Regions from separate parts of the Mus musculus genome. Here regions 2, 3, 4 and 5 are each linked to region 1. The links are chromatin contacts, called in public HiChIP or PLAC-seq and promoter capture Hi-C maps. All regions are on one chromosome and are shown on one strand. The core of a region is the stretch at or near the end of the contact, and the rest is flanking DNA. Distances in the headings are between cores, read along the strand shown.

Region 1 (2,700 bases), core at 53-2,552:
CCCAAGTGAGAGGGCTTCAGTAAATTCATTTTTTCTTGTAATTATATGAACATTCATTAAGGACACACACACACACACACACACACACACACACACACACACACACGCAAATAGATCCTGTTTAAACATGAGTATGAACTCATAAATTCTGAGTGAAGAATGCTTTATGCTAGTAATATCATCTTGTGATTTCAGTTTCTTTCAGCATAATTATGTCAATTAAAAAGACCTAGTGGCTCTCTTCCCTAGTGGAGTGGAAAAAACTACGAGTCGGATTTGTTTGCTTCTCTTTACCTCTGAGACTATGCTTTCCCCTAGACCTTCCCACCACACCCTCTGACTCAGAGACTATTTGAATGGGACACCTGTTTTGAATGGATCCACAGGAAATACTCATGTGGTCTTCTCATAACCGGACCCTTTATCTGGTTGGTTGAAACATGATCATGATTTAAAAGAAAACAAAAACCCTACTCTGCCCACAGACTGTTGCAACTTCCCTGTGACAACATTTACTGGAAGGCTGAGGGAATCCAGTTTATATTTACTTTCCTCCCATTCAGCTCTGGTGCGGTAGTATAAGGGAGGTGGGTTGGGAAATGTCGAAGTGCAAAAGGAATTTTAACTCCGAAAGATTTGTATTAAATCACACATGCGTGGGTGAGGTTTACATCCTCCGGGTGGTTTGACTTTCAAATGGAATGCTGTCTCGTAGCAGTCATGGCAATCAGCACAGATTTCTATTTATAAAACTTGCCCTGGTCAGTAATTGCTAAAGTAGCTTGCCATCAAGCCTCATGACCTGAGTTCGATGGAGGGGACTCACACCTGAGCTGTCCTCTGGCCTCCACGTTTGTCCTGTGGTACATGCATATACCCACAAGACGTAATAAAAAGTTTAAAAAAGAATTTGTTCAAAGCTCGTGCATACTGATAAATTATTAAAGCCTTGTGAAATTTATAAGGGGCTTCACAGTCATAAATGCTCATTAACATTAAACCCTCAACTGAATCCTAAGTAATGGGTGTCACTGGAGGGGGACTGTGTGTGGCTTTACACGTTCTGACCCCATCTGGTGCCATGGCAGCCAGCACCAGCTGCCCGGGGATGCCGGGTCCGGACCGGTTCGGTCAGGTCCTTCCCGTCTGGAACCGTGGTTGCCCGAAAGGCGCTCCCACCTTGGAGGCCGGGGGGGGGGGGGGGGGGTGGACCTCGCGGACCGCCTAGGGGGCGCCCGGCCGGTACGACGAACGCCGCTGCAGAATGACGCAGATGACGCCAGAGATGACACCAGGCCGCCAGCTCGCGTAGGCTGCACTGCCGCCCCGCCCGCGCAGGTCTCCGGTGCGCTCGGCGCCGCCACTGTCCCCGGGGACGCGCCCCGCCTCCTGCGCTCCGCCCCTCGCCGCGCCGCGCCCCGGTTCCCACGGCGCCCGGCACCGCGGAGCAGCTCGCCTGCCCTCCCCACGAGCAGCCCGGCGGGGCCAGGCCGCGCGAACATGGCGCTTGTCCCCTGCCAGGTGCTGCGGGTAGCAATCCTGCTATCCTATTGCTCCATCCTGTGCAACTACAAGGCCATCGAAATGCCCTCGCATCAGACCTACGGAGGCAGCTGGAAGTTCCTGACCTTCATTGATCTGGTAAGGCCGTGGGCTGCACCCCCGTGTGCGTGCGTGCGTGTTTGTGCGTGTTTGTGCGTGTGTGCGTGTTTGTGCCTGTGTGTGTGTCACGGGAGCACCAACGCGTGCTGGCCACCAACAGCCACGCTGGGCTCCACTGAAGGCCTGGATGCCCTTCTCACCTTTACCTGGTAGGTAGAGGAGGAAAACATGGGAGTACAGCCAAACGGGCACAGGCCTGCTTCTAAGAAGTGACCAGGGAATAGGATTGTGCCACCAAAAGCATCTGTTGGCCCCGATCATGAGTGCCCTCAGATTAATTCTCCACCGAAGTGTTTTCCAGAACCACATGCAAAGGTAAACTTGCAGCACCCAAAGGAGACATGAGTATTGTCTGGTTCCATGGAGCATGGCTTAGAAACACACAAACACACCTCCTTCCGGAGGAGGGAAATCGCCCCATAGGAAAAAACCCTTGCACATGTTTTTCTGCCCACTGTCAACAATTTGTTTAAAACTCTTTCTAGAAACACTGAGAGAGCAGTTCACGGTGAGGCTCCACCTGGCAACTACTGAACTTCTAGTCGTTCACATTGAAAGCCTGCAGTTTGTGTAATCATCTGTTCTGTTGACACGTGATAATTTTAAAGAGGAGCAGACAACGATAATTATTTTTAAGTTTTTATACCTTGGGTACCGAAAGCACTCCTGTAGATAATCAGAGGGCACAATGCCTTGTAATGACTTGGGGTAGGTGTAGAGCTTTGAAAAGTCACCAAGACTAAGTCATAAATACATTCAAAGGTTATCAAACAAGGGTCGTGTATGGAAACACAAGCAATTAAAAGATCACGGAGAAAAACATACAATCAACTCCTGGAACGCAAAGACTCTGAGGTTATGCATAAGCTTGGTGCAATCACAAGGTTGGCACAAATTTTCTTGACCCTCCACTTTGACAAATTTGAACCTATTTGAATATCGTTCCGTCGGTGTAAGATGCCTAAAGAGATACAGGTAGATGTTTTCAAAAAACCTTCTATTTTCAATATATAAGATATACGCAACTTTTCCCACCTG
Region 2 (2,700 bases), core at 97-2,596, 950 kb after region 1:
AAGAACCCTCCGGTGCAAAGCTGGGTTGGTGGAGAAGTTCTGCAGCCCCGGGCAACAGCAGCAGTGCAGGCAGGGGGCTTCCTTTAGTTGAGCAAGTCTGCAAGAGATCTCTATGGCCTCATTCAAAATGAGGATAGGAACGCCTACATTACAGTTATTAAGAAAATTAACCGAGCCCCTGAAGAGTGGTACTCACTCTAAGCCTTTAACCCTGACATTTAGGAGGCAGAGACAGACAGGTCTCTGTGAGTTTAAGGACAGCCTGGTCTATATAGAGAGTTCCAGGACAGCCAGAGCTACATAGTGAGACCCTATCTCAAAAAAAAAAAAAAAAAAAAATCAAGCTAGACAAAACTGTGTGTAGGGAGCTTAGAGCAATGCTTGGGTTATAGAGTGCACATGTTCTCATGTTCTCATTTGCATTTAACACCCATTGCGTGCAGCTTCAGGCCTCTCTCTGATCACCTGGTGAGGTAATCACCCCATGTTACTGACCCCATGTTACATTCCACAGGCTGCCTCCAGACTCTAGCACAGTGTCCGCACAGAGAACAAGGCCTGAGGACCTAGGCTCTCTGGTGTACTTCTCTGAGTGCTTACCCTGGATGCCCTAAAGGTACTATTGAGGAACATGGTCAGGCAAAGGTCAGTGGAGTTCCCGCCATTGGGAGATAGACAGGAGCTGTCTGGATGCTAGAGTAGAGTTCCTTCGTAAGGAGTCCGGTCAGACTTAACCAGGACTCAAGAGAACCAAAAGCTGGGTGTTCCCTGGGGGTCACAGAGCTGTGAGAGATGGTAGAGCAGTTGGATCATTACAGTGAAACTGAGAAAATGTTTGAGGGAGCCACTGGGAGGTCTGAAACAGTGGGGCACTTTGTGAAACAGTGCATCCTAGGTTTACAGTCAAAGACTGAAGCCACCAGACCTGTATAAACCAAACATGGGGGTGGGTTAGGGGAGAGGGACAAGGTGGGACAGCCAGAGCAAGGCTCAGCCACCAGCTCCCTGCCTGCAGCTGCAGAAACACCTAGCCTGAACCCTGGGGTAGAGCCAAGGTTTTGAGGAACAGCCGAAGTAATGCAAATAAACCGCTGTACCCTAAATTGCTTTTTGTTGTGGGTGTTTTGTCCCAACAACAAAAGGGGAGCTAAAACAGGAGACAAGTTAAAACAAGAGTTTGCCCTCTAGGGGAGCTGTAGGGGTGGCAGGAATCCAGGAGGTCTTGACCCTGCATTTGAAGCAGAGCAAAGGGGACAGTGTCTACACAACCAGGGAGGGGGTGGGGGATTGGGCCACACTGCCCTGACCACACAGCTTTCTCCGGAACCTCCTCTTTCTCCGGAACCTCCTTCCGGCATGTGGTAACACTGGCGAGGAAGGAAAGCCGCGCGCGCACAGGTGCCGGGCCCCGGGAACCTATTCGATTTAGAAGAAACACACTGATGGTTGCCCTGCGGACCCGTGCCTACACCGCCCGAGGGACCCCTCCCACCTCCGCTCCGGAGCCCAGAAGTTAGCTGTGGAGTTTGTTTGTCGCGCCCGCGCACCTACAGTGAGCAAGGAGAGCCGGCGCCCGCCGGCCCAGAGCTCTGTCCCGCTCTCTGCTCCTGCAGTTCCTTCGCTGCCGCCGAGATCTCGGGGCGACAGTGAGCGGCGGCGGCGGCGGCGGCGCGAAACCCCGGCGGCAGTCTCCGAGTCTCTGTAGCCGGGTCGGGAAAGCGCCGCGCAGCCTGCGCAGAAGCATCCTCGAGTAACTGGGGAAAATGAGGACGGTATTGTGAGCTTTGTAGGAACAGCAAAGAGAAGAGAGCACGCCTGCACCAGGATGGCCGAGTGGTTAAGGCGTTGGACTTAAGATCCAATGGACATATGTCTGCGTGGGTTCGAACCCCACTCCTGGTAAAGTTGCTGTTTTGTTCCTTGCCGCGGTCTGTCAGTTGTTTTTAGGTCCAGAGCTTTTGGAAATTTAGAAGTCTTATTTCAGTTGAAAGAAATGTTCTTTAATCCTTAATAGGGCGCTGCTACAAGGCAGCCCAATTTCCCGCAGTGAAGCGACCGTGTCTCCAGGAACCGACCTGAGCCAGGCGGGAAGAGGCTCCCCGGAGAGGTCTGGTATTGGCTAACTTTTTGCAAAAGTACTTTTGCACAGAAGAAAAAAGAAAAAAAAAAAAAAAAAAAAAACAAGTCCGCTTTTGCCTTTCCTCTGTCCGCTCCCCACCCCCTTCTTTTTTCTTCCTTTCCCTTTGTTTTCTTTCTTTCCTTTCTTTTCATTTCCCCCCCCCTCAAAGTTTAACGTGTTCACATGCAGTCTTTCAAAAATGTACCATTTGACCATGAAGACCCAGAATTTGAAATATTTTCGATTTTTATCTTCTCCTATTTTCTTTGGGTTTTTTTGTTTTGGTTTGGTTTGGTTTGGTTTGGTTTTTGGTTTCTCGAGACAGGGTTTCTCCGTGTAGCCCTGGCTGTCCTGGAACTCACTTTGTAGGCCAGGCTGGCCTCGAACTCTCAGAAATCCTCCTGCCTCTACCTCCCAAGTGCTGGGATTAAAGGCGTGTGCCACCCTATTCTCTCCAAAAGTGTTTTTTATCAAAGCAGTCCAAGATCTTAAACACATTTTGTAGGCGTGGCTCAAGGAACTCCCCAGCCTTTTGAATAAGTTGAGACACTGATTAAATAAACCCCTCTCTACAATCATAA
Region 3 (2,700 bases), core at 29-2,528, 680 kb after region 1:
CGAATACGCCCAACACTAGCGTGATGCAAGTAGGAGGATACGTAGTTCAAGTTGGACAGAAGGCTGGGCTACATGAGACACTGTCTCAAAAAACAAAAACAAAAAACCACCTTGGGTTTTTATTAGTTTTCATCTTAAAAAAATATGCAATCATCAGAGCTTCGGAATTTATTTTATTACATCAAATGCCCCTAAAACCAATAATCTTAGTGTTGTGATCATAAAAAGAGAAAGAGCTATTACGATAAGTTCTGGCGGGGTCTGGGAGAAGGGGGTATAGAGTTTATTCAGGGCATGGAGAGGGGAGTTAAGAAAGTAGACGAGGCAGAGAAAGGCAGAGAGAAGGAGAGAGTAGTGAAGTAGAGGCGGGCCATGACACATGGAGCAAGGGGGGGAGGGAATGGGGAGCAAGAGGGCAAGAGGCAAAAGAAAGGCAAATGAGAGAGGATGGGAGAGGGGGAGACAAGCAGCCCCTTTTATAGGGCCAGGTCTACCTGGCTGTTGCCAGGTAACCGTGGGGCAGCGAATACCTGGCAATTGCCAGGTATCTGTGGGGGTGGAGTCCAGACAGAATACCAACACTTATGGACTGTGCTAAAGGTACGGTTGGGAGTTGTTCATCAAAAAGATGTAATACGAAAACCCTAAAGATGTTAGACTCTGCCTATTGAAGCTAGGCCTTGGTTGGACATTGCTAGGCAACTGATTCCCCTTAGGTCAAGAAGCCAGGGAAGGCCAGGGAGTGGTGGAGCACGCCTTTAATCTCGGGAGGCAGAGGCAGGCGGATTTCTGAGTTTGAGGCCAGCCTGGTCTACAGAGTGAGTTCCAGGACAGCCTAGGGCTACACAGAGAAACCCTGTCTCGAAAAACCAACCAACCAACCAACCAAACAACCAAACAACCAAACAAACAAACAAACATATTAAAAAAAAAAAAAAAGAAGAAGAAGAAGCCAGGGAAGTGACCACTTTCCTGTCATGAACCTGCACAGCCTTGGTCTTGTTTTCGTTTGTTTTTGATTGTTTTTGTTTTGTTTGTTCTGAGTTAAGCACAGGTAAGGAATATCTGAAGCCCCAGGTTGGAACCTGAAACTTGCCCTCAGGTAAGTAGGCTACTCCCTGCCGCCACCAACTCCAGCCAGAAAGCCCCGCCCACTGAAGGTCCTGCTAGCCCCACCTCCCGGAAGTCCCCGGGAAGGTTCTGTCACCGCGGGCTCACGCAACTTCCGGCTACAGCCTAGCGGCTCGCCGGCGATTGGCTCCTTGCCCCGCCATCGTGTGACGTGCTGCCCTAGCCCTGTGGACCCACGTGTGGAGCTGCCGGCAGGTACCGGGGAGCGGCGGTTCGGCTGCCGCGGTTCCGGAGAGGGTGTCCCTGCCTCATCATGGTGAGAAAACCGCGGTGCTCCGGGAGGGAGCCGCTCCCTGCGGCTGACTTAGGCCACTGGCCGCGTGGCTTGGTGCCCCGAGTCCTGTCACTCTCCCGGCACCAGTCACCTTCGTCACCCCCGGGGCACTTCGGAAGGAGAAAGAAGGTTTCCCTTTCGCCAAACGCCCGGAGTTTCCAGTCCTGAAGGCTTTGGGTAACTCCGTCCCTGTGACGCAGAAGCTCCGCCCCCTGCTTCCGGGGTTCACTTGGGCCACTGGGTAGCAACTCTGGTTAGACCCAGAGCTGAAGAGCAAATACGAATGTATCGAGGAGTAAATCATCTGAACCTTAGTTGTCTGTGCCCTAATCTTATTTACTACCTTGTAGATGAAGTGTCTGTCTATATTTTCTTGTGGCAGGCTCCTTGTCTTGTTGATAAAACTTTTCGGGGACCTTCCCAGAGCACCCATTAAGAGAGACTTCAGGCATTTGCTTTTGATTTGAAAATCCTGTTTGATTTTCCCTCTTACTGATTTACTTGCTAAGAGCGGAGAGTTTCTCACACTGCCCCACATATTCCCCAGCACCTTTGAACAAGTGTCTCAGAGTAGGTGCCTAGCCAGGGTTTGTTGGCGAAGGTAAGTATGGATCCTTCAGGAGACAGGGACTCCTGTCCTGTCTGGCTTAGGTGTACAAATCTGAAATATCTGTTCACCCTCCACATGCTTAACTGAGTGTACCTGTGGCTGTGGCGTTGCCCACTGTGTGGGGGTTCTGTTTTATTGACCTTTCCTGATTATTTTGTAGCCTCACAGAAAGAAAAAGCCCTTTATAGAGAAGAAGAAAGCTGTGTCTTTTCACCTGGTCCACCGGAGCCAGCGAGATCCTTTAGCCGCAGATGAAACTGCACCCCAGAGGGTTCTCTTGCCTACACAAAAGGTAGGTCCTGTTCTGGAGCCACTACGTTTTTAGGTGAATGGTAGTTTTGTAGTCCTGAACATGGAACCCAGGGAACTTAAGCATGCCGGGCATTCTCAGAAGTTGGTCCTCTTAAAAAAATAAAAAAAAGAGCTGTGACTCAGTTTCCAGTTTCTGTGCTGATGTTTGATGTTGTGTATTTATTTTGATTGACAGGCTAAAGCATCTTTGAGATTATTAAATAAAGAGATCTTATAGAATATTAGTCAAGTTCACTAGTTCACAGCCTCCATCTGCACAGTATTATTTAGGCTATGGCGGTATGCTCAGTCTCTGCTTTCTCTTGGGATTCCCCCATATTACAGTAGTCTTCCATTTGCCCCCTCGTCTCTCATGTCATGAAATACAGAACAT
Region 4 (2,700 bases), core at 112-2,611, 760 kb after region 1:
TGACACTCACTAAGAATCTTTTAGAAAGGAACGATATCAGAGGTTGGCCCCAAAAGGGACATTGCCCTATGCTTTTAAATGCCTCCTCTAGAGGGGCTGATGGAGGCTCGCAAACTTATGAAGGCAAAAAAAAAAAAAAAAAGTGTTTGATAATACGCCATAAAGGAACAGCAACAGCATTGATCAGGTTCAATAGACCAATCAGGTTTTCCTAAAATGTAGCATTTGCAGTGGAAGCCTGGTTAAGTAGTTACATTCATAGGATGTACAGAGAGCCATCAATCCCCATTCATCCAGCCACATTTACTGAGCCAAGAACTTTGCTGGGCTTGAAGATATAAAAATGAATAGGACACAGCTGCTTTACCTCTAGCTAAAAGAATACACCTAAACAAAGAGCTCTGGGGGACGTGTTAAGTGCTGTGGTTGAGGTATGCACAAAGGGCTGGGGCCAAAGGAGGGAGCCATAAATTCTTTCTGGGAAATCAAGCATCAGGCCAGTGAGGGAAGAGAGCTAAGAAAGGGTGGGGTATTTCCTTGCCATAAACCAGAGCTCCTACTTTACCATGTTCTGAAAAGGAAGGTAGTTAATTTTAAGATTTACAAACTATTGTTACTCCAGGAGCTATCTCCGTCCACTGTCTGTCGCATTTGTTTCCGACACACTCTGCGGACATTCTCAGCAGTTCTGGGACTAGAAAAAAAAAAAAAACTCCATGATGTGTAATCATTGTATCCCTGCAATAATCACAAGACAGAATGGGTCCCCGCCATGAACTTAGATCTCAAGTTCAAAGATGTTTTGAAACAAACAAATGAAAAACAAACTTTGAAGGAGCCAGCCATGCCATTAATGCTTCTTCTTGGTGGAAAGAAAGGAGGGGATCACCTGATTATATCATGGTTCGCATTTGTCTTTCTGTCTGGGTTTTAAAAAGAGAAGGGCACGTTGAATGGCCGGCTACTTGCCGTCATTCATTATGCATACCATATTCCTACTTATAGCATAGTTGGGACAAAACCCCCATTGTTCATTACACACTAGCCCCAAACTTGAGTCATTCTAATGTAAGCATGAGAAACTCCCGGCTCCTTTGGGGTGAATTTCCAAATTCCTCTGTGTTAAATTGAGGTCTAATTTTTCCTGTGCCTGGTTTTCACAAGAAGGTCCATTCCACCCCATGCGCTCCCTTTCAGCTGTCAATAAACAGAGGCAGTGAATTCCCCACAGCTTTACAAAGCTAGTTAGGCAGACCCATTCACTCCTTCAGGAAAACAGCGCATTGATTTCAGCCAGTTCCCAGGGTGCAGCAGGAACAAAGAGATCAAAGGCCCACCTCTCTCTCCCTCTAAAGCTTTCATTAAGGCCCAGCCCAGACAAACTGCGACAGGTCTCCTTGAGACCAGGAGAGGGCCGGGCAGACCACCTCATGGTTCAATTCAAATTCATCTGTTTCCTACATTCCAGTGACAGTCCAGAATGCTAACCGTGACAAAACGATACAATCGGCTGGCATAATATACTGCTCACTAGTTCATCCAAGGTCAGGGGGAGAAGAGAGGCCTGGAGGAAAGTCCTAGGTTTCTAGATCCTGCTGGGCCTCAATGGCTCCCTGACATTCCATAAATAAACTTCTTCTCTCTCGCTCTCCCTTTCTCCTTCCATGGTATCTTTACGAATGGTGATCCACTTAACCGTCTGAAATTTCTTTTCTCCACTGAACCCAAACTCTCTGGAAAGTTTCTTCCCAACCTAACAGTTGTATAGGTGTGGTGGAAGGTCCCCCGACCAGCCCCTTATCAATCCACTCCTGTGTTCCAGCAAAGCCCCTACACTGTACAAGTTCCTGGTTACTTCAAGTGAAAAGTGTAATTTCTAACTTCTAGACGTTCCCGAAGGCACCGTCCCCAGGGAAGGCCACACAGCTCAGAGAAGAGTATAGTTTGTATAAATTCTGTTTGCTAAACAGAAATAGGAACAGGGGCGAAACAGTTACCTTTTTTTTCCCCTTTAACTTGGGGAATCTAGCTGGGTAGCCAGGTCCTAAATAGTGGTCTCTGTGTGAAGGAGTGTTTGCACGTTTGTGGGAGTGAAGAGGGCTAGCCAGGGGCAGGGCGAACCAACAGAGTCTGAAAGAAAATATGTTTTCCCAAGGGGGGGTTACCTCTATTAAACAAACATAATTAAAAGGGTTTCTAAATTTGCCCTTGAATTCAGAACTGCTCCTTTGAGGCGACCTTCACCAAACCCTGTAATGAAATGTGTTCGTGTCTGTCACTCATCCTGAGTAAACAGGAGAGATGGCTTACCTTTCAAAATTCCTAAACCGAAGAGAAAATAAACAATATTGGAACTAAAGGTATGGAAAACCCACTTCTTGATGCAGAACACACCCTTCCCACATGCCCAGTTCCAAGCTTCAGTACTGTCCTAGGGCTCACCACAGATTTCCTGAGCCCTGAATTCACTGATTCTTGTCTATCTTTAACTACTACAGAGGTACCACAGAGAGTAGTCAACAGCCCTCTGTGAAAGGCTTCCACTTATTTTCAAGGTTAGACAGGAATGAGCTTTAAAAAGGCCAAAGTGGCGATTGTGATAGCACACGCTGGTAATCTCAGCATGGCCCTCAGACGCTCACAGTGTTGGGTCACGAGTTCAAGGCCAACCCTAGGCTCAATAACGAGAGCCTCTCTCAG
Region 5 (2,700 bases), core at 39-2,538, 840 kb before region 1:
TTTAATCCCAGCACTTGAGAGGCAGAGGCAGGTAGATTTCTGAGTTTGAGGCCAGCCTGGTCTACAAAGTGAGTTCCAAAACAGCCAGGGCTATACAGAGAAACCCTATCTCAAAAAAACAAAACAAAAAACAAACAAACAAATAAAACCCAAACAAAAAGAAAAAAAATACAGGAAAGTTCAAATGAAATGTAAGTCCTTAAGGATGATACTATGCAATGGAGAGGTGGCAATAGATAAATAAATAAATAAATAAATAAATAAATATCACTGCTATAAAGAAAAGGTGGGGTGTGCTATAAAGTCAGAAGTGCAGACTCTCCTGGACTCTATCTTGTCAAGTAGTAAGACAGACTAATACTTTCCTAATGTTCATCATCTTCCTCCACTAATCAACTCGCATAGTTCACTAAAACAAGCACTAGCCATATCAGAGAAAGTATTCAATTCTTATTAGTTCGCATGTGTTTACCTTTCAAGTTTGAAAAGGACTGTCTATTCAGTCCAGTATTTGGACATGCAAATTTTAATCTAGTATTTAAACATAGTGTTTCTCATATAAGAATTTAAAACTTCTAAACTAAAAGCAATGGTTGTTTCCAGTTCCAATCTCCTTTAAGTACATGTTTTCAGTATCTCTTTACAGTTTCTAGAAAGGCTATAACGTGTACTTCTGTGTGTGTGAATGTATAAATTTTTATTTTGTGATCATTTTCTCTGTTAAAACTAATGACACCTCCACCCCCCACTCCACCCCACCCTCCCCCCCCCCCACCAAAAAAAAAAAAAAACCCACTGTGGCCCATCTATATGCATATGTCTGTAATCTCTACTAACTGGGAAGCCCTGGGTAAAGGATTTCAAGTCCAAAGCTTAGTTTGGCAATTTAGTGAGACCCAGTCTCATAAAAATAAAGACAAGGGAGAGAGTGAGGGAGGGAGGGAGGGAGGGAGGGAGGGAGGGAGGGAGGGAGGGAGGGAGGGAGGGAGGGAGGGAAGGGAAGGAAAATTTGAAAGCTGAGAAGGTAGCTTAGTAGTATATACGCTTGCCAGAATATTCCCAACAAAACACACACGCATGAGATAAAGAGAGGGGAGGGGAAGTTTTCCTTTCTCGCAGTTAAAGTCCTTTACGTTATTTTCCCCTTTCTTCTCTTTCATTCATTCCATGCAAACAAACAAACAAAAACAAAAGTTAAATTTAAAACCTCTATCTCCGCTTACCAGCAGAGAGCGCTGGAGCCGTGTGCGACACAGGAGACTCTCATTCTCCAAATAATAACTGCCTTAAACCAGGCAGTAAGTTTGTCTCCTTCGGGCACCCGTCGCGGACAAGCGTCTCAGCAACGGATGCGTGGGTGAGAATTGCCCGCTCGGAGGCGGAAGCGGAAGTATCTGTGACCGGCGAGTAGGAAGTAGCGCTTCCGGGAGTGGAGATGGCCGCGCTGGCCCCTCTGCCGCCGCTGCCCGCGCAGTTTAAGAGCATACAGCACCATTTGAGAACGGCGCAGGAGCATGACAAGCGGGACCCCGTGGTGGCCTACTACTGTGAGTCCCTCCGAGTCCCCGTTCTCCCGCCCGGTTGCGCCCCGCGCCTCCCTCCGCTCTTGAGGCCCGCCCCGCCCCCTGGCTTCAGACCTGAGCCTTGACCTCTGGCTCGGCCAGGAGGACCCCAAGTACTAGACTCCCTCCACACCCGGACCCCCGTCTCTCCAGCTTAGAGCCTCGGACACGCCTCCCGGCTGTTCTTTCTTCTGGGAATGAGAACCTCGATAGTCATAGGTTTCCCAGAGATGGGTGGGAAGGGAGACTAACAGAAAACATAACGAAAGCTGTGCATTAATCACGAGAGCTTTCAGGTCCCTTCCGAAACTCAGACGGTTCAGTGGACAGTGGCTACTACTGAAAATTTGAATTTGACTGTTCTTGACTTGTTTTCCGTACTCCTCATTACCACCAGTAAGAATTTGGAGTCATCCTTTAGCTATCCTGAAAGTTAAGAAGTTTAATGCCAATATTCCTAGTTTGAGATGTATATACTACTGAAGAGGACACAGTTTGAACTCCGTTCAGACATGCAGAGTTGGTGAAGTGGATAGGACTAGTAGTTTTATGTAAACTATGATTTGAATATTATACTCCTATCTTTGTTGCAAGAAATGACTGTACTCTGAGTTTCTAAAGAACTTTCAGAATACAGAAATGATGTGTCCTCTGTTGTGGACATTGTTAGCAAAAATCTGGACCAAGTCAAGCCTTCCCTTGTGGACATGTATGTACCTCATTTCTCAAATGTGCATGGATGTCCCCCTACCACCACCAATAATTGCCATTCTCCACTTGATTTATGATCTGAATTCCCACCTCTTCTGCAAGCCACTCGGTGGCTATACTTCATTTTTATAAAAATCATACCAGTATTGTTCCCACCATTCTTGTTCTTTTGATGATCTTCAAACATATCCTAATTATTGAGCCTTTTTACCTATTGACGAGCATTCCTAAGTACTGGGAAAAAAAAACTAAAACCCAGCTCCTGTGGTCCTAGGACTACTGAGAGGAGGGGCGTTTGAACAGTACGCATTTTATAATTTCAGGAACGGGCATAGAAGTGCCACAGTACTGTAGAGGGGACCTCATTTTCCTGTGTTCAGAAACACATTGCTCAGTTGACAATGGAAGCCAGACCTTTGTGCACAAT

What was found. Promoter capture Hi-C pulls out the DNA fragments that hold promoters and counts their contacts. HiChIP or PLAC-seq counts read pairs in DNA pulled down with a chosen protein or histone mark. Capture Hi-C pulls out chosen DNA fragments and counts their contacts.
Region 2: a contact with region 1 is called in a promoter capture Hi-C map of adipose tissue, with 2.5 times the contacts expected there. The contact joins the promoter of B230208H11Rik here to the promoter of Aig1 in region 1. A contact is called at or near these places in 3 of 39 promoter capture datasets (liver and pre-B cells) and 1 of 9 other capture datasets (adipose tissue).
Region 3: a FOXA1 HiChIP or PLAC-seq map of pancreatic cancer cells shows a contact between it and region 1. The contact joins the promoter of Ltv1 here to the promoter of Aig1 in region 1. A contact is called at or near these places in 1 of 39 promoter capture datasets (hematopoietic stem and progenitor cells), 1 of 484 Hi-C or Micro-C datasets (CD4 T cells), 1 of 115 datasets of contacts at active chromatin or transcription factors (pancreatic cancer cells) and 1 of 9 other capture datasets (adipose tissue).
Region 4: a promoter capture Hi-C map of stem cell-derived epiblast-like cells shows a contact between it and region 1, with 2.2 times the contacts expected there. The contact joins the enhancer-like site here to the promoter of Aig1 in region 1. A contact is called at or near these places in 2 of 39 promoter capture datasets (pre-B cells and stem cell-derived epiblast-like cells), 2 of 115 datasets of contacts at active chromatin or transcription factors (astrocytes and embryonic stem cells) and 1 of 9 other capture datasets (liver).
Region 5: a promoter capture Hi-C map of hippocampal neurons shows a contact between it and region 1, with 4 times the contacts expected there. The contact joins the promoter of 1700016L04Rik here to the promoter of Aig1 in region 1. A contact is called at or near these places in 1 of 39 promoter capture datasets (hippocampal neurons) and 2 of 115 datasets of contacts at active chromatin or transcription factors (astrocytes and pancreatic cancer cells).

What each region holds. Positions count from the first base shown.
Region 1 is chr10:13,867,559-13,870,258 of GRCm38.p6, reverse strand. Aig1 (androgen-induced 1) reads left to right here and starts at 1,302. Exons shown (of 6, transcript NM_001347362.1): 1 at 1,302-1,641. The coding sequence starts at 1,501.
Region 2 is chr10:12,921,773-12,924,472 of GRCm38.p6, reverse strand. It overlaps B230208H11Rik (RIKEN cDNA B230208H11 gene), which reads left to right and starts at 1,346. Exons shown (of 3, transcript NR_038028.1): 1 at 1,346-1,899. n-TLtaa3 (a tRNA gene) reads left to right here and starts at 1,820; the gene lies at 1,820-1,902.
Region 3 is chr10:13,191,715-13,194,414 of GRCm38.p6, reverse strand. It overlaps Ltv1 (LTV1 ribosome biogenesis factor), which reads left to right and starts at 1,278. Exons shown (of 11, transcript NM_181470.4): 1 at 1,278-1,387; 2 at 2,176-2,307. The coding sequence starts at 1,385.
Region 4 is chr10:13,106,817-13,109,516 of GRCm38.p6, reverse strand. All of the region lies in intron 2 of Plagl1 (pleiomorphic adenoma gene-like 1), which reads right to left. Among named protein-coding and RNA genes, the nearest start is that of Hymai, 17 kb to the right of the region's middle. Within about 2 kb of position 1,361, at least 58 of the 459 cell types and tissues checked have an H3K27ac peak or open chromatin away from gene starts, as enhancers often do. A contact at or near this core is called in embryonic stem cells and stem cell-derived epiblast-like cells, where this site is marked.
Region 5 is chr10:14,704,197-14,706,896 of GRCm38.p6, reverse strand. It overlaps 1700016L04Rik (RIKEN cDNA 1700016L04 gene), which reads right to left and starts at 1,288. Exons shown (of 6, transcript NR_045824.1): 1 at 1,224-1,288. It overlaps Vta1 (vesicle (multivesicular body) trafficking 1), which reads left to right and starts at 1,408. Exons shown (of 8, transcript NM_025418.3): 1 at 1,408-1,547. The coding sequence starts at 1,436.